Linked DNA regions of Columba livia: region 1 is linked to region 2. Evidence: chromatin contacts called from public Hi-C data. All regions are on one chromosome and are shown on one strand. The core of a region is the stretch at or near the end of the contact, and the rest is flanking DNA. Distances in the headings are between cores, read along the strand shown. Region 1 holds the start of BCAR1 (BCAR1 scaffold protein, Cas family member). Region 2 overlaps CFDP1 (craniofacial development protein 1).

What was found. A called contact is a pair of places that touch in the nucleus more often than the background predicts.
Region 1: a Hi-C map of liver shows a contact between it and region 2, with 4 times the contacts expected there. The contact joins the promoter of BCAR1 here to the enhancer-like site in region 2. A contact is called at or near these places in 2 of 2 Hi-C or Micro-C datasets (crop and liver).

What each region holds. Positions count from the first base shown.
Region 1 is chr13:11,177,192-11,181,949 of bColLiv1.pat.W.v2, reverse strand. It overlaps BCAR1 (BCAR1 scaffold protein, Cas family member), which reads right to left and starts at 1,447. Exons shown (of 7, transcript XM_065028940.1): 1 at 1,275-1,447; 2 at 1-295. The coding sequence starts at 1,286.
Region 2 is chr13:11,130,925-11,135,845 of bColLiv1.pat.W.v2, reverse strand. All of the region lies in intron 5 of CFDP1 (craniofacial development protein 1), which reads right to left. Among named protein-coding and RNA genes, the nearest start is that of CFDP1, 24 kb to the right of the region's middle. Within about 2 kb of position 2,170, at least 3 of the 3 cell types and tissues checked have an H3K27ac peak away from gene starts, as active enhancers do.

The DNA.
Region 1 (4,758 bases), core at 198-2,697, 47 kb before region 2:
AGCCCCCTTGGTGGTGGTAAGGCAGAGCTGGCTGGGGCACTGCTGGCTGCGGCAGTGCCTGCCCCTGCGCCGGGCCGGGTGCTTGCTGCTGCTGCTGCTTCTTGTCATACATCCCCACCAGGATCTTGAGGCGGTTGCCGGGGACGATGCCCTGACGGCCATGGAGCGAGCAGAGCCACCAGCCATCCAGCCCCTGCGTGTTGCGTTCCAGCACCGTCATGATGTCGCCCTTGCGGAAGGAAAGCTCGTCCGGCGACTCGGCCACGTTGTCGTACAGCGCCTTGGCCAGCACGTTCTGTAAGAGAGCCCCGCGCCGGGGCGGTGAGCCGGGCCCCGCCGGCCGGTGGGGAGTCATCTCGGCGGAGAACGGTGCCCAGCACCGGGGTGCAGCCCTGCGGGCCGGGGGGCTTTGCTGAGCGGGTCCCACCGGCTGGATACCTCGGCTCCAGTCGCCTTTTCCTTCCCCGCTGGAGTTCAACCCATCCTTCCCGGAGGTGGTGCTAGGAAGGGGCTGGTCCCTTCCGCCTCCCCGGTTTCGGGGGGACCTCCTCTGCCCTTCCCTCCCCTTCCCGCCGCCGTTGGGGAGGAAGTGCCAGGGCGGTGAGTCAGCCGTAGCCATCGCCATCCCCATCCCCACGCCAATCGCCACTGGGCCCCAGCCCCTTCCAGCCCACAGCGCCGAACATCCCCACAGCGGACACGGGCTGTGCCACGACATCTCGCGGGGGCCACGGCACGGAGGCACCTGACAGAGCTCCCTGGCCTCTACCGGGACTCACCAGTGCCATGGCGGCGGTGGGACGGGCCGCAGCCCGCCGTGGGCTCCCCCCACAAGCCGGGATGGCGGGACGGGACCCGCCGGCTCTCCCGCCGCGGCCGGGCTCGGAGGGATCGGCTGCCCGCAGCTGCCGGGATCTCCTGCCTGCGGCCGGCAGGGAGACCAGGGCCTGCGGAGCCCCGTGGCCCCGGTGGGTCTCCCCGGAGCGCCGTCACCCGCCGGGCAGGGGGGTCGCGGCTGGGCCGAGGCCTCCCCGCCCCCCGCACGGCGGGGCCGAGCCAAGGTCACACGAGGGGGCCCGGCTGCCCCGGGGAGGCCCTGCCCGGGCGGGGGGTTGCGGCCTTCCTCATCCTCCTCCTCTACGCTGTGGCAAAGGCCGGTGGGGCCCCTCCGTGAGCCGTTACCTCGGGGCCCCCCGTCCTGCCTGGGATGGCCCACGCGTGTCCCCCCCCGCGGGGAGGTTCCCTGCCCCCCCATCCCCGCGGCGGCCGCTCACCAAGTAGTTCATCTTCCCGCGGGGCTGCTCCGGCCCTAGCGCCGGTCGGCCGGAGGCCGGGGCCGGGCCGGGGGCGGCGGGGCGATCGGGCGGCGGGATCTCGGCGGCGGCGGCGCCGTAGGGATCATTATAGCGCGGTGCCCGCCCGGGCCCAGCGGCCCCGCCCGCCCCCATTGGCTGCGCCGCCCGGCGGGGGGCGGGGCTGCGCCGGGCGGGGGCGGGGCCAAGACGGGGGTGGGCGGGACCTGGACCGGGAGTGTAAAGGGGTGCAAAGGGTAACGGGGATGCAATGGGGGTGCAAAGGCTGATGGGGTTGCAAAGGATGAAAGGTGTGCAATGGGTGTGAAAAGGGCACACAAAAGGTGTGTTATGGGTGTGAAAAGGGTAAGGGGGGCAAAGAGTGTGCAAAGGGTAAAGGGTCTGTGACAGTGGTACAAATGATGTGTAATGGGAGTGCAGAGGCTAATGAGTGTGCAAAGGGTGTGCAAAGGGTAAAATGTGTCTGATGGGGTATGAAGGGCGTGTAATGGGTGTGCAAAGGATAAAGGGTGTGCAATGAGTGTGCAAAGGGCAATGGGTGTGCAAAGAGTATACAAAGGGTAGAAGGTGTGTAATGCATGTGTGGCGGGTATGCAAAGGGTAAAGGTTATGCAAAGGATAACAAGTGTGCAACAGATACAGGGTGAGTACTGGGTTGTTTTTGGTGTGGCTGCAGCAGGGGTGGCACGGGTTGGGGGCAGCCTCTCACTTTTCCCAGTGGGGGCGGGTGGTCACCCCAGTCCCACCTGGGGGTGGTATTGGGCATGAACCTCTTGGGTTTAAACCCTGCTCCCCTCTCGCTGGTCTGTTTTCCCTCAGCTGCACGTCCCAACAGCCCAAATGCTGCTCCAGGGTGTTGGCACATCATGGCACGCCACGGCACGCCACAGCAGCCGGTACACTGCCCACCCGGCCTGTTCGTACAGCCCGGCCACGTGGCCCGCCGGCGCCCCAACAACAGGCAAGCCCGGGCTCGATGCTGCTGCACGCTGAGCCGCAGTCCCTGCCTGCAGCTCCGGTGCTGCTGGCATCTGCACAGAGCTGGGAGCAGGCTGGGAGGGCGGCTGCGGGGCTCCCTGCGAGCTGGGCACTCGTGGGGGGCACGTGTGCTCCCTTCACAGATGTGTGAGCTGCGGGACGTGTGAGCTGCGTGGGTGTGCACAAGCTGCAGGACGTGGTAAGGTGCGTGGGCCTGCGTGATCTGCCAGCCGTGCAAGCTGCATGGACTTGCACGAGCTGCAGGACATGTGTGAGCTGCATGGAGGCACACGACCTGCAGGACACGCGCAAGCTGCAGGGATGTGCACGAGCTCCCAGACACACTGCTCACCGAGCGAGCGTGGTCCAGCGCAGCAGCGTGCAAAAGCTGTGTGTGTGCAGGCAGCGGGGAGCATGGGTCTGCGTGTGAGCATGGACAGAGCAGATGGGACATGGGGGTGCCCACTGACTGTGCAAAGCACACGCATGTGCAGGGGCACACGGAGGGTGCCCAGGGTCACCTGTGCATCGCTGGTGAAAGGGGAAACTGAGGCATGGCCAAGGCTAGGAGATATCCAGATTAAGGGGATGCGGTTGTGCCCACAAACCGCAGCTGCCCCAGCAGGCGCAGGCAGAGGGCTGCGGTTTCCTCTTGCTGGTGGCAGTGGTGACAGTGGTGACAATGCAGGGGCTGAGCTCTCCAGGCATCCTCGGGATGGGCGCTGAGCTCCCTGGCTCTTCTCTCGCTGCAGCCAATCCCACATTTGCTTCAGGGACCCTGAGCCCAGCGAGAGTCTCTCCTGGGATCCCCGGGGTGTCCCCAAGGTGAACCTGCCACCACAGATCTTCAGGGGGGTCCTGAGGGGCCCGAGCTCCCCACTTTGGTACTTCAAAGCAGCAGGGATTTTATTTTTGCCCTCCCCGTGGCAACACTCAGGTTAAAGAATCCCCTGTCAATTCTCGATCCTGGCCATTTTCAGTGCATCGGAGCCAAAATCGCTGCTTGTATCTGCTGAGCACCCTGAGTTGGCAACAGCTCCTGCACCCCCCCTGCTTCCGTCGAGCGCCTGGGGGGCGACAGGCACCAACAGGTCTCCCTTCAGCTTCTCCCACCTCTAAGAAAATGAAATGCCAAAAAGGAGATGAAAAGCCGAGCGTTACGGGGGCCCTGCAGCACTGGGGATGCTCAGAGCCGGGGTGGTGCAGCTGGAGCATCCTCATGCTGCTGGCAGTGGGGTGCTGAGGGCCCCACTGTCCCCGCACCACGGCTCTTCACCGGCTCTGATGGATGCAGGGCTGGGCATTTTGGGATGGATGCTGCTTGGGATGCAGGTTGCCCCAGCAACAGTTGCTATGGAAAACACTTTGGCAGTGAAATTTCCAGCCACATTCATGTGTCCATCATTGTCTTTGGGAGAGTCCCCGTGTCCGGTGAGCCAGGCATGGCCAGCTCTGCACTGCGCAGGCTGCGCCGCGTCCGCGGGGACGGTCTGTGCCGGGCTCGGCTTCTCCCTCTGAGTCATGGCATGGGGAACTGTTGGAGGACCCCAAATGGGGTGCTGGGGGGACATGGTGGGTGTATGTCAGACTGAGGGAGCAGGCTGTGCCATGCAATGCCATGCCATCTTGATCGGCTAGTTACTGATTAACAACCCATTGGCCCAGCCATGCCCCAGCCGTTGGATGGGATGCATTTCGGTGAATTCATGCCAGGGCACAGCTCCAGGACAGCGGGACATCCTGGGAAAGGGGGTGGCACTGGGACGCTGGAGTGCTGGAGCCATGCCCAGCGGGAACCACTGGCTCTGGATGGGACCGCCTGCTCCTGCCTGTGGCCCCACCAGGTCTGCGCTTCAGAAAAGAGCCTCCCGCCTCCTGGAGCAGCAATAGGATTACACGGGACTGAGTCTCCTAGCAATGAACGGAGAAATAAATCCTATAAGGCAGGACAGGATTTATTAGACTTCAATATTCTGGAAATAATGAGGACATTTCTCTTGCCTTGTAATATCATGGGACCCAACAGGATCACAACGAGGATTTATCCCCATGCCTTCCCATGGTGTTGGGTTGGTTTACATCTGTGGAGAAGCGACTGCTCCTCTCTCCAGAGAATGGCATGGCAGGGCATTGCCTTCACCTCCAGAAAAGCCAAGGTGGAGCATGGGCCCCGGGCTGCCCCAACAGTAGCGGCTCTGTTCATCTCCCCATTCATTGCCCGGCGAGGGCTGGCACTGATCCTTGCCCCCGGCTGGGCTGTGCCACCGCTGCTGGCTGAACCTCAAACGCCAGCAGCAGCACCCACCACTGCACCAGGATGCCTGGGATGGGGACCCTTGCTCCGTTAGTCCCACACTGCTGAAGCCAGAAACCCCACTGCACGGCTGGGTGGGCCGTTGCTGCAAGAAGAAGTAGTGGGAGATGCTGAAAACAGCAGCTTGGAGAGGAGGATGTGGTGCCCCAGCAT
Region 2 (4,921 bases), core at 921-3,420:
AGGAAGAGGCAGGCACGCTGCGTACCAGCCACCGCGTAAGGAAACAGCATGACCTCGCTGGAAAATTATTAAACTCTTTTAGGTGAGCGCTGAAAAAGTAATCTCATCTCTCATGTGCTTACGCTTCTGCTGTTTTTTTGCAGAGCATCCCTGTGCGAGCTGTACGGGCAGGGCCGCAGCTCCAGAGCAGTCAGGAAGGTCAGTCTGCAGCGGGGAAGGGGGCAGGGGGAAAGGAAGCCTTCGGCTGAATTCCCACTGGCTTTGCATTATGAAAGCCATGAGCTGCGATCAGCCAGCCTTTGCGGGTTCACTTTAACCCCCTCCTTGCTGCAAACAAGCGTCTCAACCAACCTGGTACCAGCATACATATACCAGCGACACACAGCACACGCATACTCAACCACAAGACAAAGCAGGCAAGCACCTAAAGAACAGGCATTTGCATTCTTTTGGTGAATATTTTCCAAAAGGCGCAAGTTTGCGCTTACACTTATGGGTGCTGCAATCTGGCCTGCTGCTCTCAAGCCTGCAGCTTAAGGGAAAAAATAAAAGTAGTGTTACAATCCAACCCTACACATGCCCAGGACTTGTTACTTCAAGAAATGCCATCATTGTTCTCAAGCCAGGCGATGAACAGGCGTCTGTATTGTCCACTGACTGCCTGGAGGCTTATAGCAACAGTGCTGAAATACGAGTTCCCAAACGGGCATCAAAACTGCCACACAAGGTTGGATCAAACTCACATATCCACAATTATTTGCTGATAATCAACAGTAGACGCCATGAGAAGAGAGAGCACAAAAATGTATTTTCCACTGGGATTCTCAGAAAAAAAAAGAAGAGAGTGGTCTCCAACAGAAACTTCAAATACATCACTTCCCTCCACTCCCTGCTTCAGCGGGTGTAAGAGCATCTCACACGTCCTTGCGCATCCGGAGGGACATCTGCGCAGCTGCTGCCAACACCACACCAGTTATCAGCCTCTGCAGAGGGTCCCTCGGTGCTGCAGCCGCCCCACGGACCGTGCTTGATCTGAAGAGCACAGCGGCTACGGGGCAAAGCCAACTGGGCTGTAACCCAGCACATCGGGAAGGCTTTGAAACTCCTCGGATAGGGAAATCAAAGTACTCCACGGTTTAGCAGACTGGATTAGAGCACCCTGGAGGGCCTGAGACAGTCTGGAGCTTGTTTAAGGTACCCTTTCAGCTCAGCCCGTGTACCAGTTCACTCGAAGTTCAGAGTTTGGGGCAGGAATAAGTACGGGGAGTGCAAGAACCAAGGAGGATCTGTCACTTCCAGGACAGCAATAGCCCAAGCAAACCCCAGCCATGCCAACCATCCCCGGGGCCAGAAACCAGCCCAGGAAACCCTCATGGCCAGGGCAGACACTTGTTCAGCTTCTCTTGGGCTTTTTCTGGAAACAAACAGAAGAATAGTTGCAGAGACTGCTGCCATCCAAAGAGGCTGGAGCTCTGAGGAGAGACCACACACTCTTCAAGAGCTTAGAGTCACACCAACATTTCCTTTAAGAGGAATGGAAAAAGCCAGCATTTTAGTTGGTAACTAAGCCTAATTGCTTGACTTCACATCTTGGTATCGAGCCAGCCAGCCTGGGCATGCCCGTTTTCTGAGCCTAGTCCTGCACAAGGCTGACAACCTAGCGCACAGATCAAAGTTTTGGCTAACAAATGTGCTGGAAAATACTAGTGTGCTGATTTTCCATGAAAGAGGCCACCAGCATGTGATTTTCCATGAATGAAGCCACTAGTATGTGAAAAGCCTGGGGCAACAAGACTGCCTGAAAGCAGGGAGCATCGCTCTGCTCTGCCACTCCAGCCTTACTTAGCTGGTTCATATTTTATGAAGAATGATTCAGCTGAACTTGTTCCTTGACGTGAGAAAAAGGAAGGAACACGACTGTGGGAAAGCAAGAGGATGTAACACAAGCATCTGGTATGGGGGAGACACTCAAGGGACATGGTGCAGCTCAGTTAATATGCAAAGAACTATAAAGCAAAACAAGACAGGAGTGGAAACAAATCTTCTCGACAGACACACCCCCAAGCCATGGCACAGTAGGGAACAGGAGCTCTTAACATCCACCTCCACCATAAAACAAGGCTGCCCCCTCACCTCTCACTCCGACCAGACCACGGCTGACGTGGGAAGATACAGGGGTTTCCCTTCGCAACCTTGCAAGGGGTCTGGAATAAAAATACAGCTGGCTTTGTTCCCCATTAGCAGTTAATTTCCTCAATCATTTTCACAGAGGGAGAAAGAGAAATGTTCATGATCCGAGAGATGAAAGCAAATGAAAATAAGCCTCATAAAACCTGTACTGGCCTAAGGGAAAATTGCCCCACGGCTTTCATTGGGGAATTATCAAAGGCCCCAGACTGGTGGGGGGTTGTTTGTATTTTATAAGACAGATGCTTTAGAGAGTATAAGTCCTCAAATAGCTGAGATTCCATTCTGCTGAACTTCCAACAAGACTAGAAAAAGGAACAGCTGATCCCAGTTAGTCCAGCCCAGGGATCCAGCTTAGCCACATCAAGACAGAGGGCTGAAGCAAGACACGGAGCTGTACAGGCTCCACTAAATTTCTTTCCAATAAGATGCCATTGCCCCAAGCAAAAGCAACCACATCCTCGCCAGCATGGCCGCAGGAAAGCATGGAATGGAGCTAAAAAATCTCATTCATTTCTATTGCAAAAGAGAGGCTGCTGGGGCAGAAGGCACTGACTCATTTAGCCTGAGAACAAGAAAGGATTGCTCCTGGGAGACTCGTTTGAAAGAACGATGTTTAGTGCACGTTTTGGTTGAAGTCTGGGAGAGTGGATACAAAATTTCCCACACTCAGAGTTCTGTTTCTTATCAGAAAAGGCTTCACATAAGCTCAAGAGCAAAAACTCTTTGGAGAAGGGGCCTGATTCTGCGTGACACTGGAAGCTTCAGTCCACACCAGCTTCCAGAGGGGAGGCAGATGTTCCAAGGATAAGGCTTTTGGCACGCTTCACAAAGCGCAGCTATCAGCATCTTACTACAGGTGATGGAAACTCTTCTCTTCAATACTAAACCAGCCATCAATTTTCAAAATCACAAACCACCCCTTCCCCGCACATACAAACACCTTTCTACACCGATCCCCATGGGGTAATTAACTTCAGTCCACCTAGCAAATAAAACCAAGATCCCCCAAAAAATCACCCAGCCTTGTCACCACGCTGATTCAAGGATTGGATACACATAAGCTAGTAGACACTAACAATGAATAATTAAAAATAAAACAAACAAAGGATCTAAGCCCTGAAGAGAAATTACTCACTTGGAACAGCTACCACCACATTTAATCTTTCACAGCCAGGGTGTATGAATAGGAAAGAACTAAAACTAGCTCTAGGGCACATGGTTATTGCCCCTGGCTGATTCATCTTGTGCACAGAGAAATATGTCACGCACTACTCACACCCAGACATTTGGCTATGGTGCAAAGGGCTGGATCTCTCCATCTGGGAAAACAGCACTCTCTGGAGCACAGCAAGGGAAGCACAGGAGGAAGCTGAGAAGCCTTGAAAGCACTAGCAAGATCTGAGCTATTCCATTACTTAAGTGACTGTTGAAAAAAACCCCACCTTCACATCCCCAAAAGGTCTTGATTACTTGCTTTATTTGCATCCTTGGTCAGCCCACGCAAGCAAAATTTGTGGGAGTTTTAGTTAAGCAACTGCTTGCAGTTGATGCTGAGCTGAAACTGGACTGTAAGTTCACACTTTCTGAATAAAAAAGGCCCGTGGGATTGCTGTTAAATGAAACATCTCCCTGGAAGCATACGAGTGCTGCAGCACTTGCTCTGGATCATCTGAAGGTTTACAGAAGCTGAGAGCCTGTCTCACCACTGTCCGTTTAAGATCTCAAGTAACCTGTTTTGGTCATGACAGCAAAGGGATCCAATTAGCTCCAGCCAACTCATACAGAAAGAGAATCTCTTGTAAGGAAAAGCTTTGGATACACGGCAGCTCCATGGAATAACCAGGCTGGAGGGGAAGGTTAGCTTAGAAATTACAGTAACAGGTCAGGATGCTGCAAACAGGTTCGAAGTTCTCCCACATCCTCCCAGGAAGACTATGACCATCCCTCCTGCACCCTGAAGGTGGGACAGGAGCCACAGAGAGATGTCTTCCTGCTGGAGCCCCTCTGCTCCAGCACTAGCAAGTAGCTGAGTAAATGACTTCTAAAAGCAAAGGCCTGAAGCTTTTCACACCATTGAATGATCAGTCCATGTGAACTGCTCTACTGTAGACTAGGGGAGGAAAGCATCCACAGCTAAGAGGCTCAAGTTTACCTTGTTTTCTTTGTTCAGGGCACGCATGTGTCTCTGGGTCAGAGCTTTCTTGCAGTGCCTCTTCCTGCTGGCTCTTGCACTGAGGTCCAAACCCTCATAGATTAAACTCAGCCCGGGGATCAGCAAGCACCGCACCTCCTGAACTCCGTAGCAGCAGTGTCCATTCGCTTCAAAGGCAAATTTTACCCTGTGTTTATACCAGCCTACAAGGCATGAAAAGGCCTAGGAGGTCACACATCCACCACTGTAATTTCAGGCAGGATCAAACAGAAAAACAACAGCTGGGCTGAGGGAGCAAGTCCACATTTAATTGCAAATGGTTTTGGTAATAAGCAAAGGCAAGAACAAAGCCAGTGAAAAACCTCCCTTTTTATTCCTGGCTCCTGTTCAGGTGGTGTAGAAACAGCTGCCTCGAGGAAAATCTCAAATAAGATTCAGCAACTGCATTTTTTCTTTTCATTTTCAGGACTGCCAGAGCAGCACTGCTCCCTATGCAATGGCACTGTGCTTTGACAAGCGCCAAGGACCGATGGGCAGATCGCAGCTGCTCTTGCCGAAGGGCACAAATCCGTGCAGGTA